Regions from separate parts of the Mus musculus genome. Here regions 1 and 2 are each linked to region 3. The links are chromatin contacts, called in public HiChIP or PLAC-seq maps. All regions are on one chromosome and are shown on one strand. The core of a region is the stretch at or near the end of the contact, and the rest is flanking DNA. Distances in the headings are between cores, read along the strand shown.

Region 1 (3,893 bases), core at 1,108-3,607, 1.4 Mb before region 3:
GAGGCTGGACAGATTCTATAACAGGCGTAGAGCAACTTCATTCACAATTCAGAAAACCTAGGTTTCTCAAGGTAAACCTGGCAGGGCTTGGGGCCTTAAAAGCTTTACAAGAGCTGACCACCAGTCTCTGAGAAGAGACACCCTAGCTAAGTTCTGATGGAGTTGGTGGGTGGTGGAGAGGATGGGGAAGAAGTGCTGGTTTTCTGTCCTTCAAGAGCAGCAACTACAGTCTGAGAATCTGAGAGGTTTCTTCTCCCACCCTTCAGACTCCTCAAGGAGGCATTTTTTTTGGGGGGGGGGTCTCTTCCTGTGGTGATACATTAAGGAAATTCAAGAAAGACAGACATATGGATAACTTCATTCATTCAAGAGGAGAGTCGTGGTTACAGAGTGCAGATCCTCCTCCGCCTCGCTTACTCTTCTTTCTTCCCTGTGCAGCCAAGCCTCAAAACAGGCCAGCAGCTCCCCTCACCCATAGCTCAGTTCTGGGGATCTAGTTACAGAGTGCTTGGCCTTGGCTCAGGGATAGGTGAGGCTGGAGCAGGGGAATTATGACAGTCTAGAGACCATACTTTGTTTTGGAGTCCCAGTTTCTCTCCCTGTCTCTGAGAAGGAGATCTTCCAGCCTGTTTTACTCAGCAGGAGAACCTTTGAAGCGCTGAGGTTCCAGGGTATCCTTTCCTCCCCCCCCCCCCACAAGTCTGAAGGTCTAGGGTAGCTTTTGTCCTCCCAAATCATTCAGGGCAGATGGGGGTTGTGGAATCAGGCCCTTTCCTTCCTGCAGAGTGGAGAGCCCAGCTTTGTCACAAAGGGCTTCTGCTGCGAAGGGGCTAGAGTTATCCCCAGCCCCTTGCACTGCAGCGGGGTCTCAGGGCCTTTCTACCTGCACTTATACCCGGAGCTCTAGCTAGGCTCCTGTTTCATGCAGAAAGAGCTGGATAGAGAAAGAAAAAGAAAAAGAACACGTTGAAAACCGGAAAAAACAAACCCTCATACAGTGTTTCAATAGTGAGCCCCGGATGTAAACATCATAGACAAGGACAGGTGACCCCCAGACACCATGCTGAATGTTTAAAGCCAGTGTTAGATTGCAATTCCCAAACACCTCTCAGGAGGGTCCCAAAGAGAGCTGAAAGCGAAGGGGGCTCCACTGGCCTCATCTCCAAATCTCCTCCTGGTTCCTCAGCTACAGACTGAGCCGAAGGGCGCCCAGGACCAGAGGAGTGGGAGGGAAATCTGCAGCCCCAACACCTCCTCCACAGCCAGGCCTTGGTCCAAAAGGGCAGGCTTGGCAAGGCCTCAGGCCCCCGTGGGCAGCTAATAGAGGGCCAGTGCTTGCTCGCGCTGCACTACCCGCTTCTTCTTCATACGCCGGTTCTGGAACCAGATTTTGACCTGCTGGTCGCTGAGGTTCAGCCTGTTAGACAATTCCTTACGCTTCTGCCGGTTGATGAATTCATTGACCAGGAATTCGTTCTCCAGCTCCGCAATCTGCTGCTTTGTGTAGGGTTTCCTCTTCTTGCGGGCCCTCCCCGGGGCCGCCCCCCACGGCAGGCCTGCAACAGAGCCCCGACCCATGTCAGCTCGCTCAGATCAACTGCCCGCCCCACAGACGTTCACCACTGCTGGCGGGTCTCCTCCCTGTCCAACTGTCCCTGACACCCCACCTCCCGTCCCTGCCTAAACTGGCTTGGGGGAGCATGGGCACTGTTTACCGTCGGGCAGTGAAGATCGCAGGCAAGAGGCCACCCCGGCCACTTGCACTGCCATGTTCAAGTTGAGCGGGCCTTTGGTGTCTTCCTTGAAGCTGGAGGCACAGGGGGCCCCCTGGAGCAGGGTCGCAGAGCCTGGAGCGGTCCGGCCCACACCCGCGTAGTCATACTTGGTGCCTTTGAGAGCCGAATGAACCAGACTAGACTCGGGGGCGAAGGGCGGCCTAGTCCGGCTGCGTTCCTCAGATGCGGTGGGCGCATCAGGCGTATAGAACTTGACCTGGTCTTCGGGTCCGTCCTTGGCGCCTGGAGACTGCAGGCCAATTGGCCCAGAGCCGGTCAAGTAAGGCTGAGAGAAGCCTCCAAAGGCAGAGGCGGTGGCAGGCTGCGCAGGGGTGCATGAGGCGGGCGTAGTAGCCCAGGGCAGCGCGCTGCGAGGGTATGAGATGGGGGGAAGCGCGGCCAACTGGCTGCCATTGGCTCTCAGGTTGGAAAAGTAGAAAGAGTCCGGTGACTGTAAATTCAGAAGCGAGCCCACATAGCCAGCTCTGTAGAGACTGCGCTCACACATCTCCAACAAAGGGCCTCGGCTGTGCTCGCAACAGTATTTAGTTACAACCCGGAATAGGAGGACGGGCTCAGAGGATTGGACAAAACTTTGCCTGCAGGTTCTTCAAAGCCGGTCATTTCAGCACCGCCTACATCCCCCGACCCGTCCCCACCCCCACCCCCTTTCAGGGTATTATGATAACACTCAATGTTCGACGGCGAAGGACGAGGCTGCTAGCAGAGCCAAAGCCTGTTGAGGGAGGGCGAAGCCCTTGAAAGTTTCCAGACCTCTTTCAGGAGCCGGTGACATTGGGATGAGGGTGCCTTTGCCCAAGTGTCTCTTGGGAGTTTTCCTGCTCTGGGTTAGTCTTCCCAGCCCTTATTTCGCAGGCTGCCTGGGCCGGGCTTTGCGTCTACAAACTTTAAGTTGCAATTCAGACGTTTTCCAATAAGGGTACCTGGGCTTGACTGGAGAAGAGCTGGCAGTGGCACGGACTGCTCCTGGATCTGAGCAACCAATCCTTTTTTATAGAAAGGGCCTCTAAAGTGGTCTCTGCCAAAGGCACTTGGCAGCAAGGACCCATTCACTTGACCCTGTAGCCCCAGGTCACAGACAATACAAGAGGTTGACCAAACAAAGGTGAAAGGCGGCACAAACTGCTCAAGTGTGGTACCTAAGGAATCTTCACGCTGTTCCTGACATTTGTTCCCAGGAACTGTGCTCATAGCGTTGTTATCCAGTCCCCTCAGGCAATTCCGCAGTCCGAGGAGCCAATCTTGTGAAAAATTACATTTCTTTTCTCTCCTGGGGTCATCTTGGTGACTATTCCCTACTAGCCAAGCTCCTAGCCGTCCAACTGAGAGTTGGAGGGGCAGAAAAGTCCGAGCCACCTGGCTGAGGAGGCACAGTCGCACAGGAACAATCAGCTAGCTGAGTCTCTTTTGTCGGTGCCTCCAGGCACGCGGGCCGCTGCGGGTTCACTGTCTGGGCAAAACAGGCAACGCTCCGTGTGTGTAGTAAGTGTGCTTAACCCCTGAGGCAGGGCCTTCTGGATGGTCCAGAGGGAATAAGGCTTTTCTCCTCAAGAGACTGTGTTGTGGGAGCCCGCGCTAGCCTAAAGCAGGACCCATGGTCCATGAGCCAAGCTGGAACTGGTTAGGCCCCCAGCTCTGGCAAGGAGACCACACAGGCGCCGCCGGAGGGCAAGGCTGACCACCTCGCTGGGACTTTATTGTGTGAGTTACGGCGACCAATTGGGCGGCTCTCAGGACGCAATCGTCCTCTTCCTCCAGCTCTGGGGCGGGAGGAGGGTGGGGGTGGGGGAAGTCTAAGGATCCTGGGGCATTACTAGAGTTTCCTCCTTTTCAGGAATTGGGACTCCATACTTTCTTTTCTGGTAGGTGGGAGGAGGCAGAAGTTTTAAGTCGGTTTTTAGAAGCCTTAGATTAGGTATTCGATAGCTTTCATTTTGAAGAATTCTCTCCTTTCTACTGGAGCATCCTCTGGCCTGAATTTTCAGTTCTAATAGTTCCAGCACTCTCAGAGCCCCTGCCTCCTGCACAGAGATTCCTAGGTAGTTACAGGCCTAAGGGTGCATCCTTAGACTATGGCTGCCTTATAATTATGTTTGC
Region 2 (3,771 bases), core at 295-2,794, 1.1 Mb after region 3:
GAAAGCAGCTCCCATAGCTGCGACTGAGACAAGTCAGGGAGATGAACCTGAGGCAGCACAGGGCAGGGAGGGGAGCGAGGGAGGACAGGACAGTGGACACAGAAATGTCAGTGTCACACTGGATTTTCATGCTGATTTCTGGAACGCTCCTCCTTTCCACCTCCGCACTGCTACGCGCTTTGGAAATCCTCTAATAATAATAAAGCAAAGGAAACCAAAAGGCCCAAGTACCAGTGAGCAAACAAACCCGGGGGGCATCACGGACAGGAATTAGATCAGAAGCAGAAACCTGGATGCAAATTACTCAATATCAATTACGAATTATTTTAGGGGGCTGCGTTAGTCATTATTTTGAGGGATCTATTCGGGGTGCCCTCCAACCCTCCAATCAACAAGAGCAAGTTGATTTTGAGATTGAACGTGAGTTAAAGTCGGAATGCAGACAGTGTAAGCGCTTGCTGTAGATGGGCAGAACACATGAAGATCGTGTAGGTATCCCCAGTAGCACCCAGACCCTGCCTTCCTGCTTGGCGGGATGATGGGAAGGGAATATAACAATGCAAAGAGCATTCTCTCGTGTTCAGGAAGCAGAGACAGGATGGAGCTCGGAGCAAACCCAGCTTCCTTAGCCCCTTCACCTCTGTGCCTTTCTTGCCTGCTCGAGGCTGTGGAGGAGGTGCATAGAGATGGCAAGAGCCCCTCATCAGCATCAGCGGGTCTTACCTCCTGCCTGAGGGATGGACGAGAAGTGATAGCAGACGATCCTGAGGACATGGGGACAGAGCAAGTGTGGCAGCCCTGGAGGTTGAACTCCGGGCCGTATGAGCGCTAGGCAAGTGCTCTCCTACGGAGGCACAGCTCGAATATATGAACAGGACTCTCTACATGAGGAGGAGCGTATGGCCAGATAAATCGGGAAGCGGAGTGGGGAGAGTATTCTACACCTTTCTGGTGTTTACTATGTCCCCAACAATGAGGTGGGTGCGGAATGAGGCTCCTTGTTTACTTGCTCCTGCTAGTTAATACCACCTCTACACTGCAGGTGGAGAAACTGGCAAACACTAGAGAATGCGACTGTGCGGCTGATTTTTGTTTGTTTGATGTTTGTTTTTGTTTGCCTATGCAGCAAGATGCTCTATGTGTAGAAGGGACCAGGTCTGGCTGTCAACAGCCCATTTTGAACAGGAAATTCACTGTGTAATTAAAAGTCTTCCTCTTCAAGGAGGCTTTCGAAAGCAGTTTTTATTTGAATAAGGGTATAAATGCACTCCTTAACTGACCCCTGAATGAGCCTGTTACTTCACGTGTTGTCTGGATAGCGAGATCCACGGGCTACGCGTCGGATTGTCAGAACTTCCATTCTGAAGCACTTTGTTTATTCTCTGGCTCTCCTTGTTTGGACTTCCCTTAGGTAGGGTGTTCCGCCTGATCACGTAGACAAAAGACCCACGGGCAAGCCACACAAGCTGTCACCTCAACAGAGAGCAAGTGTCTTCTTTCAGGCTTTGCCTGGCTGGCCAGTCACACCCCACAAGATCTTTCTTTGGTCCCTGACGCCCTCTAGTGGTTCAGCTCTGTGCTTTCCTTACCCAGCCTATATTTGCCACAGAACTCAGGAGTGGGGGCAGGGGACTGAAGAGGAAAAGAGGGCTTAGAAACCTCTGGATGGCCCCAGTTTTGCCCAAAACACCAGATTCTGGCTTTACATCATACCAGAAACAGGCAGGTGTCTACGACCTGAGCCCTTGCTCTATAGGGGTTAAGAGCGATTGAGACCAGATGGCACAACCTTTGTCAGTTTATGGCAAGCAGAAGCTACTCCCGTTCTGATCAAAAACTCACCCCAGTTGGCTACATTGTATCAGTCAGCAGGTTGTTTTAAACTTGTGAGAGAAAATTTTTTCCCTAATACCAAGTCTGCATTTAGAACAACCAAAGCAAGGGCCAGGGGTGGAGGAACTTTTTTGCTGCTCTTCCTGTGAACAAGCTGGGGACTGTTGAGCAGGAAAACTAGTCTAAAGAAAAGGGCATGGCCCCAACATGAACAGGACAATCGTCTCAAATTACTGAATTCTCACAACCCAGGGACCAAGACATCCCCCAAAGTGGGTATCATGGTAACTGCATCATCCAGACCACTGACTTAATATCAGCATCCATGAAGCATCCACTGTTCAGTGGCTTGGGCAGAGTCAGGCAGTTTTTCAAGCTTCAAGTGTATACATAAACTAACCTAGGTTTCTCGGGATGGGGCGGGGCATAAATCAGAAAAATAACATTATTGCCACCAATGTGATGATGTTCTCTGAGTTTAAAAAGAACAACTTCCACAGAGACAGATACCCTCAACTGTGTGTCTGCAGACACGGTTGTTGATATGTTGTTAAGGTTGATGAGAACATCAGCCATAAAATTTACTCCCAGGCTCTCCTTTTATTTCCAGTCAGTCTGGGGAAGTAACCTCTTAGGAGAGAGAAGCTTTGCGTTCTTTTGGAAGATGACTTTGTGGTGTATTCTTTTGTACCCAGTGCACGATACAAATAGCTTGCTACAAATGTTCACACGTGCATTATCTTTAAATTATGTAAGAAATTTGGACCGGATGGCAGGACACCAGTAGAAAACCGGTACAGTATTAAAATAAAAGTCAGACACACAGTCTCTTCTATCACCTTTGGTTTGAGTTTTCATTCCACTGAATTCATAAAGGGGAAGGCACCTCGAACTGAAGACTTACAGATAGCACCTCATATTTACTGATAGTAACTGTGACATAAATAGTAGCCATTCTGTATTGTGTAAGGAATTCCCACGGGCGTGAGACAGATGGATATGTCCTGATGCAAGCCCCCACTCTGCGTATTTTGTCACCCATGCAGCACACTACTCTCGTTTGATAAGAGAATCTAGGAAGAATGGGGACCAGAGGTGTGGAAGGCGGCCAAGTTGAACTTCCCTTTAAGGTAGTGGTTCTCAACCTATGAGTCATAACCTCTTCAGGGTGGGGGAATGTGGGTTGTCAGCTCCTTCAGAGGGGTCAGATATCAGATATTTACATTCAGATTCATGACAGTAGCAATATTATAGTTATGAAGTAGCAACAAAAATAATTTTACAGTTGGAGGTCACCACAACATGCGGAACTGTACTGAAGGGCTACAGTGTTAGGAAGGTTGAGAGTCATGGGTTTAAGGAGTCCTTGAGCAAGCGAAATGCCTCCATCCCTTAAACAGGGTTGTTGTAAGGATTAGAGACAATCTACAAAGCATACAGTGCTTATTTAATAATATGTTTCTTCCTGTCTTCTTCTCAAATATGTTGACTTACCCAGATGAAAACATCGGAGTCATAGGCTTTTAGTGGAAACAATAGGAACTCATCAGTTTGGGTGAGCGCGCTGATAAAGGGAACCCCACTGTACTTGCCAACAAAGGGAAATGCTCCCTCAACATATTATTTGGTGATGTTTCCTTAGTAAACAAACATTCATCTGCTTTTCTTATACACAGATTGGAAATGAATCCCCACTTAAAAAAACAGCAAGCCCCGATCTCCTAGAGGCTCACTGCTAAGTCTCTTGTCTCACCACACAAATGTTGGTACATTTTGTGCAACAGTCTTAGGAAGGGAGTTACAGCAAACGCTGAAACGGAGCCCGGGTGCTCCGGAAACGACCCCAGTTAAACAAACAGGAAGCTCCAGAAATGTGAAGTGAGACTTCCATTTGACACTGGCAAGAATGGGTGGCCAGGAGTTCAATGCGACGACATG
Region 3 (3,900 bases), core at 1,106-3,605:
CTTGAGAACTGGAGGGCCTCTTAGGTTTTCTATCATTATTGACAATTATGTAAAGGTCGGGTGATGGTGGTGTACACCTTTAATCCCAGGAGTTGGGAGGCAGAGGGAGGTGGATCTCTTTGAGTTGGAGGCCAGCCTGGTCTACAGAGTGAGTGCTAGGAACAGCCAGGGCTACACAGAGAGATACCCTGCCCCCCCCCCCCAACATAAACGACAACAAAACCAAAACCAAACAACCAAAAAGGAATTTATGTAAACAAACAAATGTTCCCAATATTGCTACAGAGGAGGTCTCCTTTGGCTTGAGGAAAAACGCACACAGAGACTATAATATTGAAAAGACAGACAATTTGAAGCAGACCCAGTACTTTGGAGATCTCACTTTTGGAGGCAGAGATGGGTGAATCTCTGAGTTTGAGGCAAGCCCTGTGTTCCAGGACAGCCAGGGGTAGTGTCTTAAAAAAAAAAAAAAAAAAAAGCCACCTTTCATGTTTTCAGGAAGTTCACATTTGTAACTTAGAAATCCTGACTACAGAACTGACGTACGGATTCTCTTTTCCAGATTCTGTGATCTGGAAAATCTTAAATTCCAGTTTGTAGAACCATTCAAAATCTCCTATTTTTATTTTGCTTCCAGAACAGACATAGTTTTAGTTTACTTCTATTATTTATCTTTTTAAAGGTTTATTTTTACTATTTGTGTGTGTGTGTGTGTGTGTGTTTACACTAAGAATGGGGATGCCCGAGAAAGCTAGAAGTGGGCCTCAAATCCCCTGGAGCTGGAGTTAGAGGTTGTAAGGCTTCGTGCACGGCCACCTTGTGTGTTAGGAACGGAACTCAAGTCTTCAGGGAAAGCACTGAGCTATCTTAACCATTGTTCTCTCTCTCTAACCCAGTTCCCTTCTTTTATAAGAACCAAATCATGCTGGGGGTGGTGGTGCACACCTTTGATCCCAGCACTTGGGAAGCAGAGGCAGATCTCTGAGTTCCAGACCACCCTGGCCTACAGAGTGAGTTCCAGGACACCCAGAGCTACACAGAGAAACCCTGAAAAAAAACAAACAGGAAGAACCAATTCTTAGCATAGTTTTATATGGGAGCATCCTAAATATTTTAAAACAAAATAAAAAATATAAATACAATAAATGTTTTATTGAAAGGAAAGCAAAGCAGGATATGATAGCCCACCTGCAATCTCAGGACTCGGCAGGATGAGCTAGAGTTTAAAGCTAGCCTATGTCTCAAAATGACTCAAGAAACAAGTTCACCATGGAACAAGTAAAGGGTCTTCTCCATCTCAAAGATGGGAAGACGTACCAGTTTTTCTTTTGTGTCGCCCCTCTAAATTTCTTGATCTCCTGCTTACTGTGCTCCAAAGTTAGCTACTCCAACACATAATTTAGGCAGGCTATTAATTCTCCTTTTTTCCAGGCCCGTCAGTATTAAAATAAATAAGTAAATAATTATTAAAACACCACCTAGAAGGTGAAAACCCAGCTTGGTGGTGCATGCCTGTAATTGAAGATTGAGCGTTACGTGGACCGCGCCACGAATAACACAAGATAAAAAAACAAAAAACTGGCACACAGCCAACACCCAAATGAAAGCTGACATCCGTTGTACCTTGGCATTCTTATCCTCACCAGACTAAGTGACTATCCTCAGTGGACTAAGCCTTGCTTACCCGAAACTGGGATGGCGGCAACAGCTAAGAAACCCGCACCCAGGGAGAAAGTCGTTGGCCCTAACATGTTCTCATCATTCACGATGTTTGCTGAGCAAACTTCTGCATGGCTAGAAATAACGGAAGGGAGCTGGGTGTAGTGGCGCAGGCCTTTAATCCCAGGCCTGGGAAGGCAAAGGCAGACGGATCTGTTAGTTCAAGGGCAACCAATGCTACATGGCGAGGTATACATAATGATAATAATAATAATAATAATATTATTATTATTATTATAATTATTATTAAACCTTAACAGTAATTGGAAAGGAAGAGCCTAGGTTCTTGAGCTTCTAACAGTCTATTCCCGTGCTTTTGGTAACACCAATCTTCCGAGGCTCACAAACGTCCTACAGTTGCCGGGAGACAACTTAATCTACATGGGAACTGCGCGGCAAAAGAAAATTTTTTTGCAACTGGAGTCGGCGTTGCCAGAAAGTGCTGGGCTCGAACCTCGAGACCTCGCTTGTTCGGGCTGACCGCGCTCGGATCGAAGCTGACGCAGCAGAGCCCGCCGCCGCTCGCGACCCCGCAGAGAGCGAGCATCGCGCACAGGGGGTTCCCCAAGCTTACCTCTGCTGCGCACGCGCGGACGCCGCCAAAGCCGCGGCAGCCACCAGAAGCGACTGCCGGAAGAGAGCAAGAGGGGCGGTGCCAAGCGTCAAACCACGGAAGTAGTCATCCTCCCGACCTCGGAAGTTCTCGCCCAAACTTGCCTAGCAGTTCCGGTGAAGCTCCGGGAGTTTGTTTACGTTCCGAGAAGACCTAGCGGTTGGCTTCTCCGACTCAGACGCCAAGATGGGGAAGTCATTCGCCAATTTCATGTGTAAGAAGGACTTCCATCCTGCGTCCAAATCCAACATCAAGAAGGTGAGTAAAGGCATCCGGAGAGGGCAGAGATTGCTAAGCTCCCTGGGAGGGTCGTATCCTCCTCACGGCTGGAGTCGTCGATCTTTCCCCCTTGCAGGAATGATCCCCCAAGTCCCGCCTGTCAGTCAGTGGGGAGACCCACGCATGGTTTGATAACACTGTCCGTTCAGGATCCGTCTCCTACAGCCCCAAGCCGGTGAACTCTGCTCTGGGTCGAGACTCCTGCTTAACGGAGATCTTCTGGCAGAAATCCTCCCTCTGCTCACTCTCCATCCCGTAGTGTGTTTCTGATGGCTGCGTTCAAGTTGAGCGTTTTAAACAATCACAGGGCAACCAGTTGCTGGACACAGAAGGGCCGTGGCGAGAATTACAGCGCCAAAGAATGGCGACGGGAGAGTGCTTGGGCTTTGGATTCTTAGTTCAGTACAGTTACATGTAGCCCTGAGGCCTCGCACAAAATAGTCAATGATGTGAGCATTAGCCTCGTACACTGTTGATCAAGAATTATCAGTGTCAGTTGCCCTAGTTTGTAAAAATTTTAGGGAGATTAGATGAGATAGTATGGCCAATGACTAGAAACTCGAAATGAAGGCTTAGCACTGTGTGTTAAGAAAAGTACTCAAGTACTCAAAAGTACACAAACTTATGAGAATATATTTCGCTTTTGTTTCCAAACCAGTTGTGGGTCCTGTATATTACCATACATCTAAAGAATGTATATATTAGCATGCATGTACATTAGGATATCTGTGGAAGAAAGTGCAAGAAATGCTAACACTGGTTATCTGCAAATATAGTTACTTAGGTTTTTAAGTCCCTTGGGAGTGGGGAGGGCTTGCCAGATCTCAGCCTTACTCCTTGACCCCAAAAGTCTTGTTCTGTTTATTTTGTAGTACTCCTAATCCCCACGAGTGTATTTCTTTATGTGTTTCATAGCCTCTATTTGAGGTGGGATCTCCTGCAGTCTAAGCTGGCTTCAAACTTGCTGTCTAGGGAGGATAGCCCTGAACTCCTTGTCCTTCTGCCTCCAACCCCCTGCCCCCACCCCCAACCCCCACCCCCGCATGCTGGGATTACAGGTGGAAGCCACTGCAATCAACTACCACTTCTCCTAGGTCATAAAGTAGTTTATAATATGCAGGAGAAGCATTGTGAGCACTTTGACAATGGAGCTGCATCTTATTTTTAATTCAGTTACTGGAATTGAGTCTTGAGCAGTCGAGACTAATGAAAATAACTGTACAGTCTAAAGCTTGAGATACACGGTAATTTTTCTGTTTTGGTTGGGGTCTTACTGTGTAGTTCTGACT

What was found. HiChIP or PLAC-seq counts read pairs in DNA pulled down with a chosen protein or histone mark.
Region 1: an H3K4me3 HiChIP or PLAC-seq map of stem cell-derived neural progenitor cells shows a contact between it and region 3, with 2.9 times the contacts expected there. The contact joins the promoter of Hoxd12 here to the promoter of Scrn3 in region 3. A contact is called at or near these places in 3 of 115 datasets of contacts at active chromatin or transcription factors (embryonic hindbrain, forebrain and stem cell-derived neural progenitor cells).
Region 2: a contact with region 3 is called in an H3K4me3 HiChIP or PLAC-seq map of the SCID.adh cell line, with 6 times the contacts expected there. The contact joins the enhancer-like site here to the promoter of Scrn3 in region 3. A contact is called at or near these places in 14 of 39 promoter capture datasets (the 3T3-L1 cell line, the C10 cell line, the HPC-7 cell line and 9 more) and 11 of 115 datasets of contacts at active chromatin or transcription factors (the SCID.adh cell line, acute myeloid leukemia, embryonic forebrain and 5 more).

Annotation. Positions count from the first base shown.
Region 1 is chr2:74,673,477-74,677,369 of GRCm38.p6, reverse strand. It overlaps Hoxd12 (homeobox D12), which reads right to left and starts at 2,357. Exons shown (of 2, transcript NM_008274.3): 1 at 1,716-2,357; 2 at 1-1,556. The coding sequence starts at 2,283. The coding sequence ends at 1,318.
Region 2 is chr2:72,201,599-72,205,369 of GRCm38.p6, reverse strand. The region is part of intron 15 of Rapgef4 (Rap guanine nucleotide exchange factor (GEF) 4); the gene reads right to left. Among named protein-coding and RNA genes, the nearest start is that of Map3k20, 82 kb to the left of the region's middle. Within about 2 kb of position 1,544, at least 42 of the 459 cell types and tissues checked have an H3K27ac peak or open chromatin away from gene starts, as enhancers often do. A contact at or near this core is called in the SCID.adh cell line and acute myeloid leukemia, where this site is marked.
Region 3 is chr2:73,311,107-73,315,006 of GRCm38.p6, reverse strand. It overlaps Scrn3 (secernin 3), which reads right to left and starts at 2,355. Exons shown (of 8, transcript NM_029022.1): 1 at 2,294-2,355. Cir1 (corepressor interacting with RBPJ, 1) reads left to right here and starts at 2,415. Exons shown (of 10, transcript NM_025854.3): 1 at 2,415-2,590. The coding sequence starts at 2,519.